2 separate regions of the Anas platyrhynchos genome follow, and region 2 is linked to region 1. A link is a contact called in public Hi-C data. All regions are on one chromosome and are shown on one strand. The core of a region is the stretch at or near the end of the contact, and the rest is flanking DNA. Distances in the headings are between cores, read along the strand shown. Region 1 overlaps MAP3K14 (mitogen-activated protein kinase kinase kinase 14). Region 2 has its middle 11 kb from the start of MYO1D.

Evidence for each region. Hi-C and Micro-C count contacts between places; a contact is called where the count stands out from the background.
Region 2: a Hi-C map of liver shows a contact between it and region 1, with 3 times the contacts expected there. The contact joins two enhancer-like sites. A contact is called at or near these places in 2 of 8 Hi-C or Micro-C datasets (liver and subcutaneous adipose tissue).

Annotation. Positions count from the first base shown.
Region 1 is chr28:6,016,902-6,021,672 of IASCAAS_PekinDuck_T2T, reverse strand. MAP3K14 (mitogen-activated protein kinase kinase kinase 14) reads left to right here. Exons shown (of 16, transcript XM_027445217.3): 13 at 97-203; 14 at 1,570-1,714; 15 at 2,303-2,403; 16 at 3,835-4,771. The coding sequence ends at 3,999. Among named protein-coding and RNA genes, the nearest start is that of MAP3K14, 21 kb to the left of the region's middle. Within about 2 kb of position 1,947, at least 1 of the 8 cell types and tissues checked has an H3K27ac peak or open chromatin away from gene starts, as enhancers often do.
Region 2 is chr28:6,051,984-6,056,754 of IASCAAS_PekinDuck_T2T, reverse strand. No RefSeq gene overlaps it. Among named protein-coding and RNA genes, the nearest start is that of MYO1D, 11 kb to the left of the region's middle. Within about 2 kb of position 2,309, at least 1 of the 8 cell types and tissues checked has an H3K27ac peak or open chromatin away from gene starts, as enhancers often do.

The sequences.
Region 1 (4,771 bases), core at 698-3,197:
TTATTAAGAGTATTAATTGTTATAACTGGGATTGGAGCAGGAACTCACAAAAGGAATCACTTTAAATGTTTTCCTTCCCTTTCTTTCTGCTTGCAGAACTGTTTTTGAACAGCCTTTCACAGCCTTACTCGCTGGAAGAGCAAGAACAAATGCTTTCATGTCTCAGCATCGACAGCCCATTTGTGTCAGATGCCAGTGAGAAGGTGAATATACGTGGATGCTCGTTGTGTTACTGGGGGTGTGGAGGGGTCACAGGGTAACCGCCTCTGGAAGCTGTGACCAGTGAACATCTGGAGCTTTTCACATTTCTTGTTGCTTTTGACATCTGTTTTTCTGCAGCATACTGGAGGGATGAAACTTTGTTCTTAGGCAATGGGGTTTAGTTGTTTAGGATTTTAGTTGTTTTTCAGTTTGTTGTCCCACGATGATCCCTTTCTTCCAGTTGCTCTTCTGGGCTGTGTTTTCACAGTAAGCATCAAGTGTGTGGATCTGGAAAACATCAGTGGCCTTGATCCTATTCATGTAGAATCAAGGAACTGAAGAAGTAGGGGTGAGCGAGCATAGGAACTGTACTGAGTTGGACCCGATGGCCAAGGATCTTCTTCCTGGCCACTGGAGGGATGTTTAGGGATGGAGCAGAAGAATGGGGCAGAACAGTAACCCTTCTCCCGGATATTCACTCCCAGCCTATGGATCTGATCTCCACAAATGTGTTTTAACCTACTCATACTAATGACCTGTATATTATTTAAACACTAGGTTTAATTAATCGGTTGCTTTAACTCCGTTATTCATAAGGTAGGGAATACCAGTTAAAAACAAACAAAAACAACAACACAGAATAAGCCTTGTTGTACCAGGAAGGATGTAATTTAATTGTAAGCCTTCAATCATTGCTTTCAGACAGGGAGTCCAAAATGGTGTAGCCTGCCATCTGCAGGAGTCATTTTTGAACATGATCATCTTTGCTTCCTATTTCTGTTCCTCTTCTCAGTATTGTAGTGCTTTCTGAGGAGAGTTGAGCACAGTTCTTTGCAGTAGTTCAGATGTTGATACAACATGGGATGTGACTCTGCTTTTTTCTCTATTTCTTTTGCCTAGCTCATAACCCTAACAACTGATGTGACTTTTGATGGGTCTTTACCCATAAGCTGTTGCTGTCAGGTTGACCTCCCATGACTCTAAGATAACAGAGACTTTTCCAACAAGCACAACAATGCAGTTGTTTATGTAGAGTTACTGTTTTTTCCTGTGCATTGTCACTTAACAACATTAGATTTATCTGATGCTTTATTCTTCTGTCAGTATGATGAAACCCTTTTTTTCTTTTCATCCAACTCTTCAGCTGATTACTGATTTGATTATTGAGAATAGCTTTCTGTGTCTGCAAACTGTTGCATTGTTATACATCCCCTTTTCTAGATGTCGGGTAAATGCTGAGTAAGTCAAGGCCCAATTGCACATCCCTGTGGATTATTTTTTTTCCCTTGAGGTTATTTTCATGTTTGGCATCTCGTGGAAGCTCATGTTCTTTAGGAGCATTTGACAGACTTGTGCTTACTTCTGCAGAACTCCATGAAGGCTTCGCATAGCTTGAGGGACACTATGAGCTCAGGGATTCATTCCTGGAACAGCCAGACAGATGGACAGAGCTTCAGCTTTAACAACCTACTGAATCGCAGCCGTCACACGGACACTCCTAGCTATTTCAATGGTGAGTCCATCTTTGTGAAGTCTAGATAAATGATTGGGTACAGCTTTCTCAGTATCTAGCAGATCTGGGGTATGGAGTCTTTGAATTCTTCATACCCTTCAGTTCCTGTGTCAGCACAGACTCTCCTGAAAGCATATGGGCTGTCAAGAGGCCAAGTCTGCTCCAGTCATAGGTGGGTGGAAGTCAAGTCTGTATAATCCAATAAAAGCCAAAGAAGCTCCTGAACCCACGGAGTCTGATTCAGCTTTATGCCTCGCCTTGTGCAGCTGCCATGTGCAAGACTATATGCCTTATAACCATAAATTTCTACAGAGTAATTTTGAGGGCATGTTGTACAAATCAGTATGTCTCTTCAGCTGCTTTCTTGCTAAATCCAGCTCTGCTCTGTGAGTCATTGTTTTCTTCAGCAATCCTGTGTGCCCTGCCAAGACCTACATAAATGAAATACTTGATGATAAAAAAAAAAACAACAACAACACAAAACACTGGTCTTTTGATGCCTGTGTATTGATAGTCAATTCTCCAGTGTGGGACTGTGAAGTTGTTATGCGTACAGCAGAAGTTAATGACTTCTCTTTCACATTTCAGGAGTGAAAATCCAGGTCCAGTTGCTAAGCGGAGAAAATTTACACATCAGGGATTTCCAGAGAACAAAGGTGGGAGACATTGCCACTGGGATAAGCAGCCAGGTAAGACACAAAGCTGGGAGTTGTTTAAGTACGGCATTTTGTCTAAATAATTTCTTCTATCATGCAGCCTCATCCTTTCTTAAAATCAGCGAACCAGAAGTCCGTTCAGGGACCCTAATGATGTGTTTAGTTACATAACTTGAGTGCTGTTGTTGTAAGTGTGGTACCAGAAGATACTTTATGAACTACAAACCATTGGAAATCATCATAGGTATCATAGTTCATAGAATCATAGACTGTTTTGGGTTGGAAGGGACCTTAGAGATCATCTCATTCCAATCCCTGCCATGGGCACGGACACCTCCCACCAGCCCATGTTGCCCCCAGCCCCATCCAGTCTGACCTTGAACACCTCCAGGGATGGGGCATCCACACCTTCCCTGGGCAACCTGTTCCAGTGCCTCTGGGTAAAGTAATTCATCCTAATAACTTATCTAAATCTCCCTTCTTTTGGTTTAAAACAATTCCCCGTTGTCCTATCACTCTCTGCCCATGTAAAAAGTCGCTCTAAGGCTGCAATGCAGTCTCCCTGGAGCCTCCTCTTCTCCACGCTGAACAACAGCAGATCTCTCAGTATTTCTTCATATCTGAGGTGCTCCAGCCTCTGAGCATCCCTCATGGCCTCCTCTACACCCTCCTCTAACAGTTCCACATCCTTGTTGTGCTGGGGGCCCCAGACCTGGATGCAGCACTCCAAGGGCAGAGCAGAGGGGGACAGTCCCCTCCATCCCATGCTGGATGTCCAGGATGCAGTTGGCTTATAGTTGTTGAGCTCCATCTTAAAAAGTACCTGTGCTCCAGTTTAAAAATCCTTCTCTTTGACTAGAAAGATAACTTCTTTCCCCTCTGCCTATAGAAGAATCACTCTGACCTTTTCTTCAGGAGCAGTAATACCAGCTAAGGGAAACAGGCTGTGTTTGGCTGTGATGCTTCCTGCTTGTTAATGTGGAGGAGATACTGGCAGACTCCAGGGAACCCCACTATGGGCCTTTTTGGCTGGCCCTGAAAGAGACTCTGAGTGTCTGTGGGACCAAGACTCATCCAAGTGTAAAATGTGATCATCTCCAAACAAAGAGGTTGCAGACGTCCAGAATGTGTTTCACTGCTGTTGGTTCTCTTTGGAGTACATCATTCTTGTGGACATCACAAAGCAAAAGGTTGCCAAGTGCAGCCTGTTCAGAAAACACCTGCAATGGCCAACGACCTCAAGGAGGCAAGTTAGCAGCAGGTTGAATGCTATTAGTCCAGTTACTGAGATACTTTCTAATGAGATAATCTATTTCAGGATCTTTCTGCCAGTCACAAGCTTCTCTCCTGCAGCTTTTCTTGAGTGGTGATGTTATTTGCCAATCAACCTGGGTTAGTTAATGGGTTGTTATGCTCTGAAAGAGGCTTGAAGTGGCATTCAGATTAATTTTTTCTGCTTCACAGGTACGGGTCCCTGCCTTCAGTCTGGTTACCAAAGAAGGCCAGCCAGTGCACTACGACATGGAGGTCCCCGACTCCGGTATTGAGCTGCAGTGCACCCTTGCCCCTGACTGCAGTGTCAGCTGGACGTGGAGAGTCAAACACGGTCAACTGGAGAACAGGCCGTGAGGCTGCTTCTGCAGTGGAGGTTTTTACCTTGTTGAAATATGGAATTGCAAAAGCTTCCAGCCACCCCTGCCATCAAGCACCACGCACAGTTGCTGGTGTTTTGTGCTGAAGTAGGATAGCAGTTCAGCAGTTCACTGCTCTCGGGCCTCACTTCTGTTGTCTGCTCTGATCCAGTTCCAAGACATGTCCTGAAGCTTAAATGTTCCCCAGAACAGTGGGAATTACTTGTTTTGGGTGTGTGAGATTGAGCTTGAGAATGGTACACGAAAATTCCTGCTTTTCAGAGGAATGTGATTGTGCTTTTCAGGAGCATATGGGGATTGGATGAGAGCTCCCGTTGCTCAGCCTCTGAGGTGAAGCTGGTAGTTCCTGGGCTTGCTCAAAGGAGGTGGAGGTTGAGTATCTTCAGTGCAGCTGTGGTTGTTTGTGCTGAGGGGAGCTGGCTAACTTCCTTCTAGCTGGAGGAAAAACTTAATGTTTCTGTAGGCTTTGGGTAGCATCATCTCTACCTCAAGCCTTCTACATGGGGAAAATCGACAGCAGTAACTAGCTGGGTGCTTGGTTTCACCTCCCACCCTTCCCCGCAGACACTTCCTTCTTGAATCAGAAAAGAACTTTGTTCCCAGAAAGAGCTTTGCTTGCAGCTCTCATCTTCTGAATCTCCTCCCTGACATAGGAGCTGGTGCTTCCCACTCTGTTGTTGCTACCAACGAAGGGAGTACATGGTGGGGCAGGAGGAACGAGTTCCGTGGTGGGCAGGGTTGTGCTCCTC
Region 2 (4,771 bases), core at 1,060-3,559, 35 kb before region 1:
CTTACCATGAGCTGCTCCTAATGCCATGCCAGTAACTCCTGGATACAACCACACAGGTCTGGACTACATCCTAGATCATATAGTATTTTCTTGAGGGTAAGAAGACTTTGCAGAGGGATCTGGATAGGTTTGATCGATGGGCCAAGTCCAATTGCTTGACATTCAATGAGGCTAAACACCGGGTGCTGCATTTGGGTCACAGCAACCCCATGCAGCTGTACAGGCTTGGGGAAGAGTGGCTGGAAAGGTGCCCAGCAGAAAAGAAAATGGGGATGCTGGTCAGCAGCTGGCTGAATGTGAGCCAGCAGCATGCCCAGGTGGCTAAGAAGGCCGACAGCATCCTGGCCTGTATCAGAAATAGCGTGGCCAGCGGGACCAGGGAAGTGATTGTCCCTCTGTGCTTAGCTCTAGTAAGGCCCCATCTCGAGTACTGTGTTCAGTTTGGGGATCCCACACTACAAGAAGGACATCGAGGTGCTTGAGTGAATGCAGGAAAGAGCAACGAAGCTGGTTGAAGGGACTGGAAAACAAGAGTTATGAGCAGAGGCTGAGGGAACTGGGCTGTTTAGTCTGGAGAGGAGGAGGCTGAGGCCTCATCGCTTTCCCAACTACCTGACAGAGGTTGTAGCGAGGTGGGTGTTGGTCTCTTTTCTCAGGTGACAAGAGGAAATAGGATCAAGCTGTGCCAGGAGAGGTTTCAGTTTGAAATTAGGAAGAATTTCTTTATGGAGAGAGTGATCAAACATTGGAATGGGCTGCCCAGGGTGGAGGCCCGAGCCCTGGAGGTATTTAGAGTGTGTGGATGTGGCACCTTAGTGGGGAGATGTTTACGGATGGGACTTGGTAGGTCAGGTTGATGGTTGGACTTGGTGATCTTGAAGGTCTTTTCCAAGTTCAGTGAGTCTACAATTCTGTGATTCTATTGCAGTCTTCTCTTGTTTTTGACACCAGGCACCACACAGATGCTGTCTTTACTCTGGCCACTGCGTGGGACTGTGTCAAGTGTGTGGGACTTCACAGGACTGGGAACAGCCGCTTCCACTCCCAGTAAACAGGCAAATAACCCCTTACCACTCCTTGGTAAGAGATGTGGGAGAACAAAAATAAACTGATGTTTTGGGGGTGAGAGTTTCTGCAGCAGATGCATTACCCCTGCCTGGGGTGTTTCCAGTTAACAGCTTATTTGTGAGTGTGAACATCAAAAGTGCCACTCAGCGAGGTGAACTGCAGCTCCTCTCTCCAACACCCAGCGTCAGTGCCAAGAGGCTGCACCTTGCCAAGTGTTTACAGTAATCCTTGGCAGGTAGCCGGGATTTCAACAAAGACATCTGCTAATCCACTGAGCAAAGCTTTCAGGAAAGAGAAGCTGGATGGTTTCAGGAAACCCTTCTCTCAGCCAGAGTCTTCAAGTTGCAGACTTGCCTGTCCCAGCTGGGGAAACACACCTGAGTCTCCCAAGACTGGGATTTGTCTCAGACAAAAGTTCTCAGTAGGTTTCCTCACTTGGCTTAGTTATTCTGCAGCTTTTGTAGCCTCTGTCCTCATTTTGCAGCCTCCTCACTGTGCATGGATCAAAGGGGATCCTTGTGAGTCGTCCACATGGGACCTGAGTCAGGCCAGGCACTAACTGTGGGAGCAGAGCCAGTCTCACCCCCCTGCACTTCCCTCCCCTTAGTCATGAGGCGGCAGGAAAACAGGACAAGAAACGGAGGAGCTGGCAAGAACCTGGGCACAGGAAACGCCTCGTGCTGCTGCTGTGGGACTCAGCAACACCTCTTGCCACATAGGAACTGGGGGCTCTGTGGTGCATGGGGTTAGGCAAGCTGAGATTTCCTTGCATCCCTTTGCCTTAACACACTAAACCAGGCAGGTGCACCCACTGTGCTAGTGCTCAAACTCCCACTTAGAAAACAGGAAAAACAAAAACAAAAACAAAAACAAAACAAAACAAACAAACAAACAAACAAACAAAAAAAAAAAAAACAAACAAAAAAAAAACACTTTATGGCTCTGGAAGAAATGAGCAAGTTTCTTAGGAAATATGCTGAAAATCTAAATACTAAAACACTATATCTAAATATCTGAATACTAAAAGTGTTCTCCTTCTCCAAAGGCTACAGCCCGCCCTCCTGCATGGTGCTGCAGAGGTGCTGATTCGCAGTCCTTTTATCTCCTCTCTGCGGAGGGCAGATAAAGCTTTTCCTCCTGAATCCAAGCTGCCTATTGCACAGCTTCTCTTCCTCTCCCAGAGAGAGGCTGCTTTCAGTTTCAGCGCCGGGAAATCACATGCTTGATGGCTTAAACATGATGTAATTGTTTTTGGAAGAGACCTGAGCGCTGGTTGGGTTTACTCTTGTTTTTCAGGCACACAGGACATTGGGAAGGGGCAGAGAGGAAACTGCTGAGAGTGACTGGTGCACACAGCGAAGATGGAGAATTCCACAGTGGGTGTCACCAAAACCTTTTTCTTCTCCCATGTGCTTGTCTCCAAAAGTGGAGGTTCCCACAAGGGCTGATAAACACAAGTCCAGAGATGGCCATCCACTTGACAAAGTCCTGAAGCTGTGGATCACTGGAAACCAAGACGGTTTGCTGGGAAAGGGCCTGTCCTTGGGCTCCTTCCCATGTGTCCCATTAGCTCTTTAGGGATTCCCCCCTTGGAGAAAGAACAGCTCGGAAGCTCATCTGACTTCTGCAGGGCAGTGCCATTCAGGCACCATCATGCCCCAAGCTTTCCCTGAAAGCTCTGCCATGACAGGTAAATCCTGTGCAGTTCTCAGGGAAAAACCTGAGGCAACCTTGGAAGAGGTCCTCGTGCCATGTGCATACAGGCATGGGAGAGATGCAGCCCACACAATTCACTTCGGTGAATGACGCCAGGTGAGGGGTGCTGCATTGGCAGTAGGAAGAGCACTCATCCTGCTGGTGGTCACTCAGCATCATGTAGATGGTGGGCTCTGTAGCAATCTGGTTTCAGCTCTTAAGTCCATGGCTGGGATGGGAAAATACAGTGCAGCTACAGAGAGGCTTTTCCACAAGTCAAGAAGCAGAGGGACCAGTCCTAAAAATGGGATCACTGGTAAAAAGGATCTTTGGATTTTTTAAAATAGTGTATGCAGCACTTTCATGTAACAGCCAAAGAAACACTGGTTTCTGCTCAAGGAATGGGGTAAAATATGTGGTTCAAGATGATATAGCTGGCAGCACAGGCTCCTTTGTCATGAAGTCTGAATATGCATGTGGCGGGAGGGAGAATGAGTGTCCTGTGTGTAGGAGGGGATTAAATATGCTTTATATTATTCTTGAACCTATTTTTGAACCTATTTTTCTTAAGAAAAGCATTCTTAAGAATTTCTTTCCTTTTTTTTTTTTTTTTTTCAGAAGTGACTTTTTAAAGGTGTGCATTCATGTTAAAAAAGAGGAACCTATTTCTCATCTTCACAGGCTAGAAGCTGCTTTCCATCTAATATGAGAATTGTTGCTGTTATTTATAATAATTCTTTGATTGGTTAAGACATGTCTAAGCCTGTGTATATGGAGAACAGAATTAGGCTCCCATCTAAACTTGGCAATGCAACAACTTTTCCCCATGATGTCTGTTGCAAGAGCATCTTGGGATCTTGTTGATGAATAAGGCTCTTTTTGCATCTGGTGTTACACGAGCCAGAACAAAGTTTGCCTCTGAGTTAAATAATTTACAGCGTAACATGACACAAGACAGGGATATGATATAATGATACGTTTATCTTCTGCTGCACTTCCATGCTGTGGCAAGACCCATTTATTTTAATGCAGGAATTACTGCTGGAGATGGTCAAGCCTGCAGCTCAGACAGACACTTGATTTGATTTTAGGACATCACTGATGGAGTGGTTCAAATGGTTCCAGTGAACCTTTCCTGCTCTTTGTGATAGCCTGAATTTGCCTCCTTTCTCCTCCTGGCTGCTGGCACTCATCATCCTTTCTTTTGTTAAAATAAATAACTCTCTAACTTCAGAATCTTTGTAGGAGATTGTGATCAAGTCACTCCTTGAACTATTCTTAGTTAAACAAACTCAATACAGCATTGCTTTCATATCTGGTCAGTGGGTTTGTCATACTGCCAATCATTCTTGTAAAGTTTTCTGAACCTTTCCCAATTTGTCTTTTGAAGTGGCAGCACGAGAATCGTACCCTCGTTCCCAAACCTTGTGACCAGGTCTGGATAGATCCTTGCTGATTGCACTCAAGGGTGAGGCTCAAGCTATTTAAAGCATTTGGCAGTGACAGAAGTTCACTTCACATGTTCATCACCAAACATACCCTGGCTGCTTTCTCAGTCCCAAGACTGCCGGCCGCCCTGCAGAACAACCTGCCTTTTTCTATCTGAACAGTGCAGCGACCGGAACTCAGAGACTCGGAGGAAGCTCAGGCCACATGCATGCTACTGTCTGGAAAGCTCTTGGTGACTGCATTTCCTTTTCCTCCAGAACTTCCTTCCCATCTGATCAACAGAAAAGGATGCTTGTGTCAGAAAAGGACCGGATCTATCAGCCCGACCCCAGCTGCACCGGGCATTTCTGTTCCACCCCTTGCCTGCATGGTGGGATTTGCACCCAGGAAGACAGAGAGCCTCACATCTTGAAAAGGACAGGATAGAAAAGGAGTAAGTTACAGTGACCTCCAGAGCGAGAGAGGGGTTCTCTAAAGCTCGGCTTAAGTCCTGGCAAGCCCAGCTGGTTTACAGGAATTAACCAAATACAAACACTGCCTCCAAACTTTGCCTGTAGGA